2 separate regions of the Arachis hypogaea genome follow, and region 2 is linked to region 1. Evidence: chromatin contacts called from public Hi-C data. All regions are on one chromosome and are shown on one strand. The core of a region is the stretch at or near the end of the contact, and the rest is flanking DNA. Distances in the headings are between cores, read along the strand shown. Region 1 holds the start of LOC112747687. Region 2 holds the start of LOC114925594 (RING-H2 finger protein ATL33-like).

What was found. Hi-C and Micro-C count contacts between places; a contact is called where the count stands out from the background.
Region 2: a Hi-C map of leaf shows a contact between it and region 1, with 2.2 times the contacts expected there. The contact joins the promoter of LOC114925594 here to the promoter of LOC112747687 in region 1. A contact is called at or near these places in 2 of 8 Hi-C or Micro-C datasets (leaf and an unstated tissue).

Annotation. Positions count from the first base shown.
Region 1 is chr2:70,947,273-70,952,112 of arahy.Tifrunner.gnm2.J5K5, forward strand. LOC112747687 reads left to right here and starts at 2,686. Exons shown (of 2, transcript XM_025795853.3): 1 at 2,686-4,840. The coding sequence starts at 2,781.
Region 2 is chr2:71,363,083-71,368,383 of arahy.Tifrunner.gnm2.J5K5, forward strand. It overlaps LOC114925594 (RING-H2 finger protein ATL33-like), which reads left to right and starts at 3,773. Exons shown (of 3, transcript XM_072218742.1): 1 at 3,773-4,703. The coding sequence starts at 4,083.

The DNA of each region.
Region 1 (4,840 bases), core at 1,436-3,935:
TCTCTCAATTCTCTACTAATCTTGCTTTCTAAGACTCGCTCTTCTTCTACCAATCAACAAAGATTTAAAGCATAGATACACATATCAAGAGGTCTTTTAAGGGTTGTAATGGGGTTAGGGTCAAGATAGGATTGTATTTGGTTAATTGGACTAAAATCTGAATCCTTGATTAACCCAAACTTCCTACCTAACTTAAGACAATCATGTAATCACAATACAAAATCTAACTACCCATTAACTATGTTTTCCTCATATTCATGCAACTCAATTTTGAGTACAGTACATATGCATTGCTATCACCATTTACTTTGGAGTATTTTGTCCCCTTTTATTAATATTTTACGTTCTAATCTACTAAAACCTGTCAAAAGTCCTTGCTAACTTAAGTATCGGAGTCTCTTGCAGGTACCACCCCTTACCTTCTCACGAGGAATTCAAACGGCGACACCTCGGCGTAAGAACAAGTTGGATGCTGCCTTAGAAGGAGTTTGGATCTCATGTTCAAGCTCAAAATCAATGTTTCAGGTAACCCTCAGAACACCAACTTTTTTATCTATCATGTATCCTAAAGACATAGGTTAAAATTATAAATTAAAATTTTTTTATTGGAAATATAAAAAATTTAAATTTTTAATGTATTTGTTTTGTATTTATTAAATAAAAAATTTTAAAACCTTCTACTAATGGTAAGTGTCACAACCCAAAATGAGCCATGATCGGCGCTCAGGAAAATAATCACATAGCAAGCCTAACATAATCAAATATAAGGTGAATAAGAAAGTTACAAATATTTTACAAGTTCTAAAATAAATAGTTATATATTTTTAACAAAAAAATAAAATAATTACGAATGGTTGGATCCTGCTTACTATTACTTGCATATACATCTAGGAACTCAACAAAGAATAGGTACTCATTGCAGATCGTTACTCTTGAATAGAAAGTCTCACATAGTCAAATATTTATTTTTGAAAAATATTTTTAGAAAAACAGGGTGAGTTTTGCAATTCAGTAACTAGACAATACATCTAAAATCGACATGAGACTATATAAACATTATTATCAAAGTAATTTTAATTAGAAAATAATAGTTAATAATAATAAATGAATCAATAAGGGAGCTCTCATACAGAAATCAAATCAAAAGTCAACACATGGGTGGCTCGACTTCTCTGGGTAGCCCTTTCCTCTTATGTGTTCTAACAGAATAACAGATCTAACGTGTGACCTATACGTTAGGCTAGCAACATCATTGCTAGCTGGTGTCTGAATCAGATGCATCTAAATTAACGTCGTAATCGCAGTTAACTACGATTTTCTAATACGAACATCCCAAACCAATTCAAAACATATAGTTTCAAATACAATAAATCTTTTATCTTTCAAATATATAAGGTATCGAATCAAATCAAATCAGATAATACTTTCTCATTAGAAGTTTTTTCCAATCGTACTTTTTTAATTATAGAAACATATTCCACAATTTTAAAGTAAGTGAGTGCCAACAAATACTTCAATACTTCAAAAAATATATTAAGGTAAAATCAAATATTCTAAAATAATATAAAATTTTATCAAACATATATATAGTCTCATGTAAAATTTCTAAGGTATGAACTTCATAAAATAATTATTCAACTATAATAAATCAATTATTTTAATCAAATTAAAGTTCTTCAACAATGGTTTTATAAATATAATTAAAACTTCAGAATAGCATAAACCAAAAGATTGACGGTTATAAATGTAGAGCGTACTCACAACGTGTGGTCCTAAGGGACCGAAGATACCGAAACCGAAGTGCCAAATTCAAGGTGAGGAGGATTGAAGTAGAAGGAAACGAATGAGCGCATAATTTGGATCGGAGTAGTGACAAAATGGAGCTAGCGATAGTTCTAGGAATCTAAAACAGAGCAAAATTAAAATCGAATAAAACAAGGACAAGACATATTAGATGGTGGCATAATAGGACATCAAAGCTAGAGCAGAATCAGGGAAAAAGGCTGGACCGGAATGGTGACAGGAACGGTTCAGCTCTAGTAGCACCAACAACTCCGGCAGCAAGGACGATGGCTTGGTTCAGGTAAATCCGAACGGCAACAGGAACAACGCAGCAGCAGATGGTCCTTTCTCCTTGGCGTTTCTCTCTCTCCGCAAACTCTTTTCTCTCTCTTCAAAGCTCCAAATCTGCAACTACGACGATGACTGCAAGGCTGACTTCGACGGCGACGCCTAGGACTCTGGTAGTGATGGCGACGGAACCTCCCTCCTCTATTCATTGCGCCTCTCTCTCTTCTGCGCGTTCTCTTCTCTTTGTTCGTACTTCCCTCAGCGACGGCGACAGTCCTCCATGCACAGCCACAGCGACGACAACAACAACGGCATGCCCCCATTGGCATCATCCTGCTTCTCTCCTTTTTCTTCCTTTCTTCTCCCTCTGTGTTTTTCCTTTCTCTTTTTCTTTCTTTCATTTTCAGCGGGGTGTGTGTTAGGAGAGAATTAAAATTTGGTTTAAAATAAAAAAAAAGAGTAAGAGTATATATGAGAGGATTAGGATTTGGTTTGAAATAAAAAAAGAGTAAGAGTATTATAAGAATTTTACAGTAAGTTTATCATGTGTCTTTAGAGTACATGTTAGTTCATCCCTAAAACTATATATATATATATATATATATATATATACACGAAAAAAGAGAGTGGTGTCCCAATAATTTCTCCAAAAAGGAGGTTTGAGGACAGAGCGAGCGATATACGCAGTATGCAAATACTAGAGACTTGCCATGGCTGGAGTTTTGAGGCAAATGTCAATGCCAATGCCAATGCCAATGCCGAGGCAAGCCTTGAGCCACCACCACCAAATGCCGAGGCAATCTCTCAACCACCTTCTTCTTCTCCATCTCTTCTTACTCTTTCTCACACTAACAAACCCTCCTCTTTCTTCTTCCTCTTCAAACAATAATAATAATGAAGCTCTAGCTTTGCTTTCATGGCTCAAAAACGGTTCCTCCAAAACTCCTTCACCACTCTCAGACTGGAACCTTCGAGACCCTACACCATGCAACTGGTCCTGCGTCAAATGCTCCGTAGACAACCACGTCATAGAGATAAACATTCAAGCTATACAGTTAGCCCTTCCTTTTCCTTCAAACCTCTCTTCTTCCCTTCCCTTTCTTCGAAAACTCGTCATCTCCGGTGCCAATCTCACCGGACCTATCTCCCCGGATATCGGATACTTCGCTTCGCTTTCTGTTCTTGATCTCAGCTCAAATGCTCTTGTTGGTTCCATTCCTTCGACCATTGGAAACCTCAAGAACCTTCAAAACTTAACCTTAAACTCAAACCAGCTCACAGGTCCAATCCCAAAGGAGATTGGTGACTGTGTTAGCCTGAAGAATCTCAATGTTTTCGATAATAGCCTCAGCGGCGAGCTTCCAGTTGAGCTTGGAAGCCTTTTGAATCTTGAAACGATAAGAGCTGGAGGGAACAAGGACATTGTTGGGAAGATTCCAGAAGCTATTGGTAACTGCAATAATCTAACCGTTTTAGGCCTTGCAGATACCAAGGTTTCGGGTTCGTTACCTTCTTCGTTGGGAAAACTATCCATGCTTCAAACTATCTCAATTTATAGTACTATGCTTTCCGGTGAGATTCCAGCTGAGATTGGAAACTGTTCTGAGCTTGTGAACTTGTTTCTTTATGAGAACGATCTCTCCGGTTCGATTCCGAAGGAGTTAGGGAAGCTCCAGAAGCTTGAAAAGATGCTGCTATGGCAGAACAGTTTCTTTGGCAGCATACCCAAAGAAATTGGAAACTGCATAAGCTTGAAGATTCTTGATGTCTCCTTGAACTCTCTCTCAGGAACAATACCGCGAAGTTTGGGGAATCTTTCGAACCTCGAAGAGCTTATGCTGAGTAACAACAACATTTCAGGTTCAATTCCTGAAGTCCTTTCAAACTTGACGAACCTTGTTCAGTTGCAGTTAGATACAAATGAGATTTCCGGTTCAATTCCACCGGAGATCGGAAAACTAGAGATGCTTGAAGTTTTTTTTGCATGGCAGAACAAGCTCGAAGGAGCGATTCCTTTGGCGTTAGGCGGTTGTAGAAGCCTTCAAGCTTTGGATTTATCATACAATTCACTCACTGGTGGATTACCTCCAAGTTTGTTTCAGCTTCAGAACTTAACAAAGCTTCTCCTTATCTCGAACCAAATCTCCGGCCAAATTCCAGCAGAGATTGGTAACTGCAGCTCCCTTGTTCGCCTCCGGCTCGTTAAAAACAGAATCACAGGCCAGCTTCCAAGTGAAATTGGATTCCTTAACAACCTCAGCTTCCTTGATCTCTCTGAAAATCATCTTACAGGGTTAGTACCAGAGAATATCGGTAACTGCAAGGAACTTCAAATGCTCAACCTTAGCAATAACTCGCTTTCCGGCGCTTTGCCGAGTTCTTTATCCTCTCTTACAAGGATTGAAGTCATGGATGTCTCGATGAACAATTTCTCCGGCGAGTTTTTGATGAACATTGGCGAACTGGCTTCTCTGCTTAGAATCATTGTTAGGCAAAATTCGTTCTCCGGATCGATTCCCTCTTCGATTGGACGGTGTTCTGGTCTTCAGCTTTTAGACCTTAGCAGCAATAAATTCTCAGGAAGCATACCAGAAGAACTATTCGAAATCGAAGCGCTAGACATTGCTCTTAACTTGAGTCACAATGCATTGTCTGGAATAGTTCCGCCTCAGATTTCGGCTTTGAATAAGTTGTCTATTTTGGACATTTCGCATAATTTGCTTGAAGGAGACTTGTTAGCATTTGCAGGGCTTCAAAATCTTGTTTCTAT
Region 2 (5,301 bases), core at 2,523-5,022, 420 kb after region 1:
TAGCTGCAGATTGCTTTTTATTTTCCCGAGCTTTAAGGAGATCGGATTTCAACCTAGACTTCTCTTCGTCCCACTCCTTCTTTTGTTCACTGAGGGAGGTCACCTCGGCTTGTAAGGTCTCCAGAGAATGCTGCGTAGCACCCAAATGAGTCTTTTCCAACTCTTTCAGTAAAGTAGAGCATACCCTGCTATCCAAATTCTACCTCGGATCAAAACTTGGAGATGATTTTTTATTGAAACATCATCCATGGCAATTAAGCTGTGAGGAAGGATGTGTCTATGGCAAAAATTCACCCCATCAAAACCAGTATCATAAATATTGATACTTTCAAATTCTAAAGTTTTTCACTTTTTGGAAGTCGGATCCGAGAAGGGAGGAATAGAAGGGGTAACAACAAAAGGAGGATGATGAGGAGGAGGAGGAAGAGGACGATGATGACGACTTGATACCAACTTAGACTGAGAAGAAGTGCCCGAATCTCATTTGATCAGAGAAGGAGTATCCGACCTCCTTGAATCGTGAAGCTGGAGAGCTCGAGCTCTAGCATTCCTCTTGACCTCTTGAACTTTCTGATATGCCTTTGAACCACTCTTAATTTTTTTCAGCACAAGAACATCAAGAATTAGAAACAACTCGAGACAACAACTAATATTTACAATAATAGCAATAACTACCTAACTCGGTACGAACATAACTCAGCTTTTCAAGAAGAAACTTCTTCGTATCAAGGTTGGAGTCCGTCCCCAAGCCTCTCGGAAGAACTCTACAATAGGCTCCTCAACCTCATCCAAATCTACTAGGTTATACTTATCGATAGGAGTGGACTCTACCCAATATAGTTGGAAGCGAGGTTCATTCTTTTCATTAAGAAAAAATAGATGGTGACCCTCAACAGCCCGAACCTGAAAAAAGAAGTTTTTGAAATCATGGAACGACTTATCGAAAATAGAGAATATCTTCCGACCTTGTATAGCTTGAAAAGAAACCCATTGTTGTTTATTGGTAGAACTGAAAGGTCTTGTGAGCTGAAATAAGAAGAAAAAGATCTTCAAAGAGATCGAAAAATCAAGCTCACGACTCACGAGCTGATAGATTTTCATAAAATCCTAGGAATTCGAGTGAAGTTGGGTGAGAGCCATTTTACAGAAAGACAAGACATCGATTTCAAAATTGAAAAATAGAAAAATCAACCCAAGTCGGGTAAAAAGGCAGTCATACATGAAGAGAAAGTGGGGTTTCGACATGGTAACTCGGTTAAAGAAAACTCGGTCTTCCGGGTCGGAGACTACTATTTCTTACTTTTCCTCGCCATCCCTAGAGCTACAAACCCTATGGTGCCTACGAAATTCATCTACAAACACGTTATCTACTACGGGAACTGCAGAAAGGACCGAGATATCTACCCATCTCGACAACTCTTTGGGTACCTTGGATGACATTCTCGAGACAATTGAACGAGACATATAAAAGAGATATACCTATATTATAAAACAAAAATTATCACTATAAGTCAGAAACTCATCACTACAAGTCAGAAACAAGCAGAAAGCCTTTTTTCAGACAAAAAGAATCAACAGCAAACACAGAGGGAGCATCTCTGGAAAAAGAAAAATGAAATTGTCTCCCAAAGCCAAAAAATTTTATTTAGGAGCATCAAAACACACAAAGGAAACAACTACAGTATCACAGTAGTGCAGTAAACCAAAAAAAAAATACGAAAGAACCAACTTCCATGAAAGTACGAAAAGGAAAAAAGCTACGAAAACAACAAATCCAAAAACAGCAACAGCAACAAACAAGATTTTACGTTTATGCAAGATTTCAGTCCTAAAAAATACACAAAAAGTTCACAAAAAAACAAGGCCAACCACATAGTGAATGTAGACAGGAAAAAAAAAGAAAAGATACAAAACCAACCTGGAGGAAGAAACGAAGGACACCTGCAAACAGCAAAAAGCAAACAAACGATCCTAACGCCTCAAGGAGCAGCACGATAAAACGCTCAGCACTAGAAAGAAAACACAAGAAGGAAGTTCTTTGTAGAGAGAAAACAAAAGAAGAAAGCTTGAGAGAAGAAAAGCTTAAGACAGAATAAGAGGAAACGAAAAAAGAAGAGTGAGAAGAGGGAGAGGTATTTATAAGACCCATGGGGCAAAAATGTAAAACCCCTCCCTCATTCAATGACGTGCACGGTTACCAATGTAACCGCACCCAACATGTTAAAATTGAAACCCAACAGATGCGACGGTTGACGTTTTAAAATCACGTCGGGTTTCCAACTTGAAGACAGAGACCTAAAAATCCCGACGTGATAATCCTACTTACCAACACCTGTCCAACTTCTCATATGCTTGAGTACGACCTGAGTAAAAGGTCGGACTCAAACAAGGACACTGTTCATACCCTGGCTTAAAACTTAAGCCAGGCCCAAAACAGAAAAAGCCCATAAGAGAGTTATCAAGTAGCCGACCTCTTAAGAGGTTGGACAGAATGCTAACAAGTGATAACTCCCTCCTGAAGGAGTTAAACCTAATCCTTACGATCTCTCACCCACTTTTAGAAGAGATATCTTAACAACCCCTAAATAAAGGGGACGATTACCTGCAGACAAAGGTGAAACTACTCCAATGGTGGTTATTGGCTCATCACCTATAAATACACTGATACCTCTCAGGTATACTTAAGATCCAATCTACTATAAACCTGCTTGTACCCTTGCTAACTTAAGTATTGGAGTGTCTTGCAGGTACTATCTCCCATCTCCTCACTAAGAACTCGGACGGCGACCACTTAACACAAGACAAGTCGAGCGCTGTCTCACAAGGAGTCTGGACCTCACGTTTAGGCTTAAATACGACCCAGTTTCAAGTAACTCCCAAAACAACCATTATCCATAAGTAAAATTGAGACTTGAGAACTTTAAGCGTAAAATCTATATTATTAACAATCCTTAACACTAAATTCGAAATTTAACTTTTATAAAATAAATTTTGCTACTAACTATTTATAAAAAATACAAAAATATAAAAGTTTTATCAGTTGAAACTTTTTATGACATTAAGAATAAAATATTCTTTTATTTCTTAATATTTAGGCTAAATCTTAATTTCGTCTCTAATATTCAAAACATTCTATTTTTATTCTAAATATTTTATTTTATTTTATTTTAATCTTCTAATTAAAATTAAAGTTTTTATTTTAAAAATAAGTATTTTCATCTCTTATTATATTTTTTCTCTTATTATTCTGTTATTTTGCAACAACTGGCTATTATAATTACGATTTTTGTTGTTATGTATAAAAAAATTAAAATCAAAGAAAGAATATTTTAAAAGAAAAATTTTAATTTTAATTAAAAACCTAAAATAAAATAAAATATTTTAAATAAAAATAAAACATTTTAAATGTTTGAGCATAAAATTAAGATGATTAAATCAGTACTGTACACTAACATTAAATACACATACGTTTACTTTTGTCTCTAAAGTTATTTCTTTTTATATTCTTATAACCTAAGAAAAACATTTATTAATTTGGTTTTAGTCTGAAAAATAAATGTTATTTTTGTTTATTATAATATTATTACACAAATAATAAAAATATTTGATAACTAAAATAAATTAATAAATATTAAATAAAATAATTTTAATTATTTTGTTTGTCTTCTTAATTTTATTGCACAAATAATAGCTTCCTCTGTTACTCCGTCCTAAAATGGTGAAATGTCAACGTATATGATACAATTTGAAGGAGAAGATACCTCAGTCACAAAAGAAATTCATTTACTCCACATACATCACCCTAATCAATTATTGGACACTAAAAAAATACACTCCTAAGAAACAAACACCGCCATCCACAAAGAGCTATCACTGTCATCACCCTAACAAATGAAGTAGACAAACTTCTCCAATTCCCAACCACTTTTTACTCAAAAATTATCACAGGAAGACCAAAACCTAAATAAATAAATAAATAAGTAACAATCAAAACCAAACACAACCTAAAGCATAACCACATAATAATAATTCTTACTATTATTAGTCACACTACTGCTCACTTATCTTCTTGAACCCCAATCATGGACAAGCGAACCACCACCACCATCACTCACACTCCATCACCGTCGCTGTCGCCACCACCACCATCATCGCAGCTTGTTTTCTATGCTCCTCCGCTCTCCCCCGCTCAAATTGCGATCCTTAATACCCCGCCGCCGCCTTTTCCGGGCGGTTCGAGCTCCTTCGACCTCTCTCCCCTCGAATTCCTCCTCGCCATCGTTGCCATGGTCACACTGCCCGCCGTAATCTACACCTTTATCTTCGCCTACGGCTGCCCGTCTTGCCGCCGGCAACCGGAGCGAAATTCCGGCGAGCATTCCAGTGAGTCCCGCGACGGGGACAGCGTCATCGCCACCGCTGTTGCTGAATTTCGGTACCAGAAGGACTCTCACGTGAAGGAGATCGGCGGCGAGTGTCCGGTATGCTTGTCGGCTTTCGCCGACGGCGAGAAACTCCGGCAACTTAGCGATTGTAAGCATTCGTTTCACGCTGATTGCATCAACTTGTGGCTCAGCAACCACACGAATTGCCCAATTTGCCGCTCCATCGTCGCCGGCGCTGGCAGAAAGCGCCCCAGTTCATCTGCTCCGGCAAGAGATCATCATGATTTTCATCAAGGTCTTCCTGATGCATCCGGTTTGGTATGAACATTTAATTTCTTTTCTTGCCTTTTTTATTTTTCAAAATTCCTTTAATATATAGAAAATGTTGTGAGTTTTAATTTTAAAGGTGTGTAGTGGAATTTGAAATTGGATATAGAGGAAAAAAAAGAAAAATGAAAAAAAAAAAAGAAAAGGATGAAAGTTTGTTAGGGAAATATATAAAATCACACCGTCCAAAAGTTTGTATATGAATATAATGTCCTAAGGGATAAATCATAAATGATATAGTTGATACTTGATAGTTCAACGAAGCAATGATAAACTTTATTTAGCAATTGAATAATTGATTTAATTAGCAAAATATCTGTATGTATGCATGTGTATTAGTATCGTACTGATGCTCGTCTTGCATTGAGCATTTTTTTTTTTAAACAAAGTAAAGGAAGAGAAACGAAAACAGAAACACAAAGCAAATAGAAATTAAGAAATTATATAAAAGTAGGTTTAGAAGAACCGCAATCACTCATTATAGTTGAAATTATAGAACCATATCAGAATCTAATTGTGCACCTCGTTTTACTATCAAGTCTGCAATTTTATTAGTATTCCTTTGAATTAGAACAAAATGGACAACCCA